2 separate regions of the Hordeum vulgare genome follow, and region 1 is linked to region 2. Evidence: chromatin contacts called from public Hi-C data. All regions are on one chromosome and are shown on one strand. Each heading gives the region's core, a stretch centred on a gene start, on an enhancer-like site or on the middle of the called end of the contact. The rest is flanking DNA. Distances are from core to core; before and after follow the strand shown. Region 1 has its middle 150 kb from the start of LOC123446345. Region 2 holds the start of LOC123448446 (U4/U6 small nuclear ribonucleoprotein PRP4-like protein).

Region 1 (5,140 bases), core at 1,207-3,706, 550 kb before region 2:
TTGGTCCCGGTTCGTAAGTGAATCCACACTAATGGGATTTCATCGAGTGGACCAAAGCCTTCTTTTATACTAGTCTGGTGCTGTGGAGCGCAGCCTGCAGCGATTGCATGTCCCACGGCTGCGGCGGCGGCGCGGTGGAGGAACTGGCGCCCAGGGAACCGTAGATGGGAGGTAGGCTGCCAGGAGCGTCGTACCCTGGCAAAAGCACGCCGGGCGTGCCGTAACCATACGGAGCCGGGGGCGCGAACATGGCGTGTTGGTGGGGCGTGCCGGGGCGAGGTGCCGAGGGCGCGCCACAGCATGGGCCAGGCCTGGACGAGGCCCGTCCAAGAGTTTGCGCTGGGAGCCGGCAAGGCGCCGGAGGCGTTGGCGAGGCAGAGGTGGTGCTGTTGCCACGACCGCGGCGACGCTGTCCACGGTCACGGCCACGCGTGTTGTCGGTGGCGGGTGTTGGGGAAGGCGGCGCCAGAGTCGAAGGAGAGCCGCGCCTAGCGAAGAGAGCATGCACAGACTGTTGGCGAGCCGCTGCTCAGCACGGTGCTCCTCAAACAGAAGGAAGGAGCGCACTTGGAGGAATGACGGGAGCGGGACCTGACAGGTGATGTGCGGGATGATAGAATGGAACTGGAGGTTGAGACCGCAGAGAAGATGAAAGACCTGACGCGATTCGGTCACCGGCTGGCCCAGATGGCGGAGTTGATCGACGAAGGTCTTGAGCTTGGTGCAGTACTGCATCACCGTCATGTCGCCCTCAACGACAGCGTGATACTTGGCGTCGATGTACACTACACGACTGAGCTGGTTGTTGTGGAAGAGCTCGTCGACGACGATCCACACAGTGAGGGCCGTGTCCTCGGGGTGCATGACTGCATCCAGAAGCTCCAGCGACATGGTGGCGTAGAGCCAATGGATGAAAGTGTGATCCGCCATCTGCCACTCGGGATCGTCGGGGCGAGGGACCGCCACGGCGTCGACTAGAGCACGAAAACTGAACATGCCGATCGCCGTGTCGAAATGGCGCCGCCATTGAGAGTAGTTGCCGGCCAGGAGGTCAAACACGACGGGAACTTGGCGGCGGATGTCGGCGGTTTGAGGGCTGTGGAGGGAACAGAGGGAGGTGGCGTGACCAGCACGACGGAGGCGGCCGGTGCGAGGTGCTCGAGGGGTTCCGCGGCCAGGACGTCGGCTGCGTCAGCAAGGACACCAGCAGCACCGTCGATAAAGGATTGAGGAGAGAGGACGGGGTTCTCGTCCATGGTGGAAGCGGAAGCAAGATCGGGGGCCTGCACGAAGGAATTGTGCAGGCCGGTGGTGTGTGATAACATGTTTGCGCAGGGGAGAAGATGAGACTCAACACACATCGTTATGCTCAAGGCTGGGGGGTAAATATAGGCTGCTGGCTCAGCCGAGCAGGATCGTGGGTGTGCCACTACCACCGGACGTCCAACACTACCTAGTACAACTGCTGCACGATCATAACTACAGTATGGCTGACTATACAAGAGCGCATACGGTATAACCACCTAGTCTAACACAACCAACGAGCCCTCCCGATCCATCCCATCGCCCATGCCCGAGCGCACGCGGCCGCAGCAGCCATCCGCCGCGAAGCTTGACTCCATGGTCTTCCTCGTCGTTGTCCAGCCAGCACGTCGAGCCTTGCCGGAGCTCCTCCATGCCGCGGTAGGATCTCCAGAGTCTGCCATCTTCCCCTGCTTCGCTTCACCTGTTTTTCCTCCCTGAATTTTCTCTCTGTCTCTCTTTCTGCAGGCGACGGCAGCCGAGCCGGAGGCCTCGCAACCGAGCCTCCTCGCTCTCCTCGTAGGACCGGCCGCCGCCGGTTAGCGAACCAGCAGGCCAGGACCCCGGGTCCCTCCGGTCCCCTTCCCCTCGTTTCCCTCTCCATCTGCTCTCTCCCTCGTCTCGTCTCTCTCTCATGTGTTTTGTTCAGGAGTTCAGAACCGGACGCCGCAGCAATGGAGCCAGCCATGGAAGCACTTCGAGTCGCTGACCTTTGTCGCCTCCGACCAATAGCACGTCGACCGGAGCCGCGCCCTACTCTGCTCCTCCTTCCCGCGCTCTTCCTCTCCCTCCTCTGTGTCTCGCTCTCCCTCTCGCTCGTGCAGGAACAGCCCCGCATGGCCGCCGGCCATTGGAGCCGCCGCCGCAGCAGCCTCGAGCTCGGAGGCTGCCCCGTGCCTCCGCTATCGGGAATGGATGCCCCAGCCCTGGATCAGCTCGTCCTTGCTCTGGGTCTGGACTGCCTCGCCCTGGAGCCGCCGACCGTGGCTTTGTTCCTCGCATCGCGTAGCTGCACCTGCATTTCAAGCGATCAGTTTTCAGTTTGTTCAGTTAGTGACAGGGTAATGTTCATCTAGGTCAAGATCTTTTAGCTATCAGTGTTGCTTCGTGCCCCAGCTGGTTAATGAGGAGCGCCAGTATCTGATAGGTCCTGTGTTCTATTCCCATGAGACCCATGTTTTTGTTCAAGCCCTGTATTTCTTTTGCACACGCACTAGCCCACCTCATTCAGGCCAGATCGTCGTGGCCAGGGTGCTGCAAACCGGCCCAAATCAATTTTTTTGGGCTATGCGAATTTATGAAAACCGGCCCAAATCAATTTTTTTGGGCTATACGAATTTATGCAAATAAATGTCACCTTGTTATTCTACACATTTTTTCTTCATATTTTTAGAAAAAACATCATTTTAAACACACTAATAGAGAATTAACCGGGCATCGGATTAATATGATTTGAACATGTAAAATGCCTAGATTTTATGTAGTTTAATATTTTTCAACTTTCATACATGTTAAAAATATTTAAATGTGTTGTTTGCTTTAATTTACATTAATTGCCATGTTAAAACGTTTTCTCTCATAGCTAATTAACCGTAGCTTTGATTAAAATGTTCCCCATAAGTAACTTACCTAGAAAAATGTGTAGAATAACAAGGTGACATTTATTTTGTTGTTTAATAAATATAAAACATGTTTAGTTCAGATCTGGACCAATTTCTAAAGTAACACATAGGGGGTCATTTCGGAAATGTTATAAGTTGTTTCCGACCTCATTTAAAATGCCTACATAGATAGTTTATATAGTTTCACCTCTTGCAATATTTAGCAACATTTAATATTGTCGTGTACCTAACAGGAGTGAACTAAATATATGAATGTGGGGTTTTGTCAATATGCAACTCGTTGCATATTGAGCTTCATTTAATGTGTACTAATAAATTGTTGTGCTTTGTCGTGTCATGCATAATTAAACCGGACATTCATCATATGTGTTTATGCATCTTGTCATCAATATGTGTGGTGTTATCGCGTGTTGATTCTTGTGTCCGGATTGCTTCTTCTCGATAGAGTTCCGCAAGTATGTCAGAATGTGAGGATTCGCTCGACAACGTCGGTTCGTCTTCTTCACGGATTCGTTTTTCTTCCAAGCGGGATCACAGGCAAGATGACCATTTTCCTATATACCATTACTATCATTGCCATGCTAGTTGTCTCGTTTCTTTCGCTATGTTTCGCTGCCTACCACTTAAATGTCAGCCTCCCAACACTGCCAGGAAAAGCCTCTAACCTTTCCACAACCCAGCAAACCATTGTTTGGCTATGTTACCGCTTGCTCAGCCTCTTGATAGCGTTGCTAGTTGCAGGTGAAGTTGCTTCGATGTGAAAACATGGGTTTCTTTTATATCACCACACTATTGCTAATTAATTTAATGCACCTATATACTTGATAAAAGGTGGAAGGCCTGACCTTCTAGCCTGGTGTTTTGTTCCATAATTGCCGCCTTAGTTTCGGCTACTGGTGTTATGTTCCATAAATGAGCGCTCCTAACATGCTTGGGGTTGTTATGTAGACCCAACATTGGTACTACATTTCCCCAACATAATAATACTAAAAAACATAGGGCGTCATGCACCGAGGAGTAATTCAACATAATACAGGGGGCAGTGCTGCTGGTGCTGGTCCAAAACTAGAGCACCATGCGGGGCCAACCCGGGGCAACTTGGAGATGTCTATTAGGCCACCGTACGCTTCACTTATCCGTCAGGTCTGGAGAATGAGATACGCGGCTCCTATCGGGATCGTCGACACGCCGGGCGTCCTTGCTGTATTTGTTTTACCTTTGTCGAATGTCTTATGCGAGGGATTCCGAGGATGCTTTGGGCTATCTCGAGGTTGAGGTTTTTCAATAGGAACCTGAGGAGATCACGGGTTTTCCGTGGTTGAGGTCATTTCGGCACAGCGTGTGGTAGTTTGTGATGGACTAGTTGGAGCACCCTTGCAGGGTTAAATCTTTCAGAAAGCCGTGCCCGCAGATATGTGGCAAACTTGGAAACTTTGTTTAATAGACGGTTCTAGATAACTTGAAGTAAATGTAATTGAAATATGCCAACTATGTGTGTAACTGTGACTGTATCTTCTCGTGAGTTCTGTATCCGGAAGAGGACAAGATGGGGTTATGTTTGACGTAAGTAGGTGTTTACGATCATTCATTTGATCATTATTAGTTCACGTGTGCTATGCATAGATCATCCCCCCTTCTATTCTTGTACTCGTAAGTTAGCCACTCAAACAAATGCTTAGTTGCTTGCTGCAACCTCACCACTTAACCATACCTCACCCATGAAACTTTGCTTGTCTTGATACATTTGAAACTATGATTGTTGAGTCCGTGTGGCTGACAGATTACCACAACAATAGTTGTAGGTACAGGTAAAGTGATACTTTGACGTGACCGCGATGGTTGTTCTATTTGGAGTTTCCTTCTTCTTCTTCTTCTTCTTCTTCTTCTTCTTCGATCTAGGATGGGTTCTAGGCCGACAACCTGGGATAGCAAGGATGGACGTTTTTCTTTTATCGTTTGTTTTCATCCATCGTCGGACCCTGCTCTTCTACATGGTGATTGAATATGTAATTGCATTGATATAATCTTGATGTAGCTTGTGGCGAGTGTAAGCTAGTTCCATATACTCATCTCTTCTGTACATGTACTTGTAACGATATCCATTCTTGCAAAAAGACGAGATGCGTTTCTATCCCTCTCGAGGCTATCAGGCCAAAATAAGCGTAGGATCGCATCTTAGGCGTTATAGCGGCCCAATTTGCATAATTACCCATTTG
Region 2 (4,609 bases), core at 327-2,826:
AACCCAACCCTTATAACGGAATATTCCGTTATAAGGGTTGGGTTTGAGGGTTCTAGTCTTTGCCCCAACCCCAACCCTTAAAACTGTTATTTCATATATCACACATTTCATCATATGACATATCACAAATTCAATCACATTTGACATAAAACAATAATCATTCTAGTTATTATTACACCACCGAATAAAACAATAATCATTCAAATTATTACAACAATGTTTGAGCAAATTACAACAATTGATCGAATCAAATAGGACATAGAAAAGTAAAACAACGATGTGCTTGAAGAAAAGCATGGATCTTAGTTCTATATTGGATTATTGAATGCATTTGGTAAAACTAGCTAAGCACAAGTATGACTTCCTAATTACACTGCAGTTTATCGATGTAATCATGCTATAAGAAAATCGATGCAATTCCACTGTGAATGGGCAAGAAACATAAGGCAGGAACTCACAGGAATGGTTATTCTCCTGTCATGGAATGCAACATCATCTAGCAAGAATTTGACAGCCTCACATCCAAATACTCCACCTAAAATTATAACCGGCCTATCCAACGAATGACGTCTGTGCACTATATGATTTCACCATCACAATTCATTTTGGACATGTATAGGCTGTGAACTAACCATCCAACAGGGCCCGTCTCTCCAACGGAAACTTGCTGCCACTTAAATCTGCATCGCTGCGGCCGCCTCGACGAGCTGGAACCGGGTGACGAGCGGGAGCGCCTCCGTCTGCATCGCTGCAACCAGACCAGACCCCCACACAGTGAGCAAGCAAGCAAGCATAGCGCCAGGAGCGGCAGGGAGGGAAAAGCGCACGCACCTATGACGACGAGGACCTTGGAGATGGCGCCGGCTGCGGAGGCCTCGGCGGAGGCGGCAGCCGGCTCTTCGGAGGACGGCGGCGCCATGGCCGGAGGGGCGGGGCTTCGGCGGAGGGCCGGCCAGCGGCGACGGAGGGGAGGCCGGGGCTGCGGAGGGCCGGCCGGGGCGGCGGCGCTGCGGAGGGCCGGCGGGGACGGGGCGGCGCTGCGGAGGGCGGCCGGGGCTGCGGAGGGCGGGGCGGAGGCGCTGCGGAGGGCCGGCGTGGACGGGCTGCGGAGGGCGGGGCGGCGGTGGGACGGTCGTGGCGGCGGGGGCGGGGCGTGGCGGCGGAGGGACGGCCGCGCGATGCGGACGGGGCAGGCGGCGGAGGGCGGGCCGTCGGCGGCAGAGGGCGGCCGGGGCGGGGCGCAGGCGGCGGAGGGCGGCCGGGGCGGGGCGCAGGCGGCGGAGGGCGGGGCGGCGGCGGCGGCGCTGCGGAGGGAGGGAAGGAAGCTGAAACTTCCTCCCGCGCTCGCGAGGAAATGGAGTGCAGGTTGGGGGAGAAACTCCCCCCAACCCTCACTTCTACAGGCTGCGATGGCGTTTGAGGGTCGGACCTCTAAAAGTATTTACGGGTTTAAGGGTTCTAGTCTACGCCGTTTTTCGGACGAAAACTGTAAAAAAAACGGTTATTTTTAAGGGTTAGGGGTTTGAGGGTTCTACTAGACATGATCTAAGCAAAAGAAACATCTCCCTCTGTGTCTCGGCCGCTCCCGTTTGCCACCACCGCCGCCTCGCAGCTTCAAACCCTAGTGCCAATTCTCAAACCCCAGCGTAATGTCCATGGAGAACCCCAGGCCCCTCCCCCCTCCCATGGCTCCCCTCCCCGTCCACCCACCCATCGCCCCCATCCCCATCCCCGTCCCACCCTCCACATCCGCCGCTGCCGACGATGACGAGGCCGGCTACGAGGTCTCCGACGACCACCGCGCCGCGCGGGAGCGCCACGAGCGCGCCGTACAGGAGCTCCTGCAGCGCCGACGCGCCTACGCCATGGCCGTGCCCACCAACGACTCCGCCGTGCGCACGCGCCTCCGCCGTCTCAGCGAGCCCATCACGCTCTTCGGCGAGCGCGAGATGGAGCGCCGTGACCGCCTACGCGCACTCATGGTCCGCCTCGAGGCGGACGCCCAGTTCGACCGCCTCCTCCGCGCGCAGGAGGACGAGCAAGGAGCCCCGGACGACGACGACACGGAGCAGATCCAGTACCCCTTCTTCACCGAGGGTACCAACCAACTGCTCCAGGCGCGCCTTGACATAGCTATGTACTCACTGCCCCGCGCTAAGGCCAGAGTCGACAGGGCCAAGCGCCGCCTCGCTGATCCCGATGAGGACCCCGAGGCAGAGGCGGGCCTTGTTGTCAAGCAGGCGGGGGACTTCGTGCTTGAGTGCAGCGAGGTTGGAGATGACCGCCCGCTCACCGGCTGCTCCTTCTCTGGCGATGCCTCAATGCTCGCCACAAGGTACGTCTTCAAAATAACCGATACCTGAAAATGCATTGTTTGCTTGTGTATCAGACGAATAGTGAGGAATGCTTGCCTAAAGCTGCACGCCACTTCATTATAATGTAATCTTATTTCGGCTCGCTCAGTTCTTAATTTCGGGTTGGCTTAACTGCTGGCTATTGCGATTGAGCATATATAGTCTGGCGAGTAAGATTTCTTAAATGTTAGGTTTTCAATGACTGAAAACAATCTGAATCGGTGCTTATCATAACAGATTCCCACGTTTCTTCAATTTTTTGTGCATTTATCCATACACATTTGCCTGAGCATTTCATCAGTGATAACTGCAAACTGCTTTCGTAGCGAGCCAGGTTTAGCTTGCACACATTTAAAAATTGCAGTTTTACTTCACCATGTAGAGATATGGGATGAATTTGATGCCATTGTAACAAAATGTTGGTATATGATGGTTTTCTTAGCTAAATTAATGTCAGTCGTTTTTTATTAGTATAACTAGAAATTTTAGGGCCAGTTTGGTTCGATACCTGGCCTTCGTGCCTGCTGGGTAAAACTGAAGCCTGGTGTGCGCCTGATCCAACGAATCTTGCCTGATGAGGCTAGCTTGTGGGGGTGACTTGTTTTGTATGCGTCCTGGTCTGGATCGCTATTATAAGCCTATAAACTATTGATGGGCCATGCTTTCATTACACAACACGCAAGAAAATTCTAAATTAGTGCCCAGGCGTGAGCCCAGGCGACCTTTTCCCGATGCCTGGTCCAGGCTAATGTTGCTGCCTGGTGCTTCAGCAGGCTAATCACGTCCCAGGCAAGACTAGTGTTCACTTTTTGACGATATCAACCAAACATACTCCAGGCAAGTCCACGGGAAGTTTCAGGCCAGGCAATTTTTCACCAGGTCTTCAACCAAACAAGCCCTTAGTGTTCAATTTGACAGCACTGTCAAGAAGTCAGGGCCAGATTTCTTCTTTTCCTGGTAGACAAAGGTTGGCATCCTGCATATTAGTTAGGCCCATTTTAGGTGGACTGATGTCTTGGCAATGTGTGGAGCATTTATCCTAGCAGCACTGAATGCATCTCCATTACGCTCAGATTATAAATATTTAATTGGATTTGACAAATTGTGAGAGTTCTTGCTCACACTCACACTCACACCAAATAAGACCGGTACATGTAAGACGCACAACTGAGTCTATGTTAGTATTTCATTGTTAGCAATGACACATGCAATTAGTTGTTTGTCAACACCTAATGTCCTTTTCTTCCTTTCTAGTAAAAATAACTATTTGTTCCTCTTGGTTCTGCAGTTCATGGAGTGGGATCATCAAAGTATGGAGCATGCCACAGATAACTAAAATTGCAACCCTGAAAGGACATAGAGAACGTGCAACTGATGTTGCCTTCTCTCCAGTTGATAACTGCTTAGCGACAGCCTCAGCTGATAAAACTGCCAAATTATGGAACAGCGATGGGTCACTCCTAATGTCTTTTGATGGTCACCTGGATCGTCTTGCTCGCGTTGCTTTTCATCCATCTGGAAAGTACCTTGGTACAGCTAGCTTTGACAAGACCTGGAGATTGTGGGACATCAATACTGGAACTGAACTTCTACTCCAAGAGGGACATAGCAGAAGTGTATATGGTGTTAGCTTTCATCCAGATGGTTCTTTAGCTGCATCTTGTGGGCTTGATGCGAATGCTCGAGTTTGGGATCTAAGGTCAGGAAGATTGTACTGTACCCTCATTGGGCATGTGAAACCTGTAAGTTAACAGCATGGATACTTCTCAAGTGCCTTACCTGCTCTGCGGTCTTATGTATCTGATTATTTGTTGTGGAATATTTTTCCTTTTTATAACTGACATGATTCTATTCTCTGTCAGGTCCTAGGAGTCAGCTTCTCCCCTAATGGTCATCTAGTTGCAACTGCAAGTGAAGACAATTTCTGTCGAATATGGGATTTGAGGACCAGACAAATGTTGTATTCTATACCGGCGCATAAGAGTCTTATCTCGTATGTGAAATTTGAACCCCAGGAGGGTTATTATTTAGCGACATCTTCCTATGACACTAAAGCAGCGGTATGTTTCATATGTGATTTTGGATCAATTTACCCCCCCCCCCCCCCCCTATTTAGTTCACTCATGTTAAATATTTTGTTCTCAGCTATGGTCAACTCGTGATTGCAAAGCAATTAAAAGCTTGGCAGGCCATGAGTCAAAGGTTACTAGTCTGGATATTAGTGGAGGTAACCGTTTGCTCAAACACCTACACTT

Evidence for each region. A called contact is a pair of places that touch in the nucleus more often than the background predicts.
Region 1: a Hi-C map of seedling shows a contact between it and region 2, with 4 times the contacts expected there. The contact joins the enhancer-like site here to the promoter of LOC123448446 in region 2. A contact is called at or near these places in 2 of 6 Hi-C or Micro-C datasets (leaf and seedling).

Annotation. Positions count from the first base shown.
Region 1 is chr4H:237,452,742-237,457,881 of MorexV3_pseudomolecules_assembly, reverse strand. No RefSeq gene overlaps it. Among protein-coding and RNA genes, the nearest start is that of LOC123446345, 150 kb to the right of the region's middle. Within about 2 kb of position 2,456, at least 3 of the 3 cell types and tissues checked have open chromatin away from gene starts, as enhancers often do. A contact at or near this core is called in leaf and seedling, where this site is marked.
Region 2 is chr4H:236,898,870-236,903,478 of MorexV3_pseudomolecules_assembly, reverse strand. It overlaps LOC123448446 (U4/U6 small nuclear ribonucleoprotein PRP4-like protein), which reads left to right and starts at 1,576. Exons shown (of 5, transcript XM_045125340.1): 1 at 1,576-2,335; 2 at 3,643-4,096; 3 at 4,217-4,414; 4 at 4,500-4,581. The coding sequence starts at 1,650.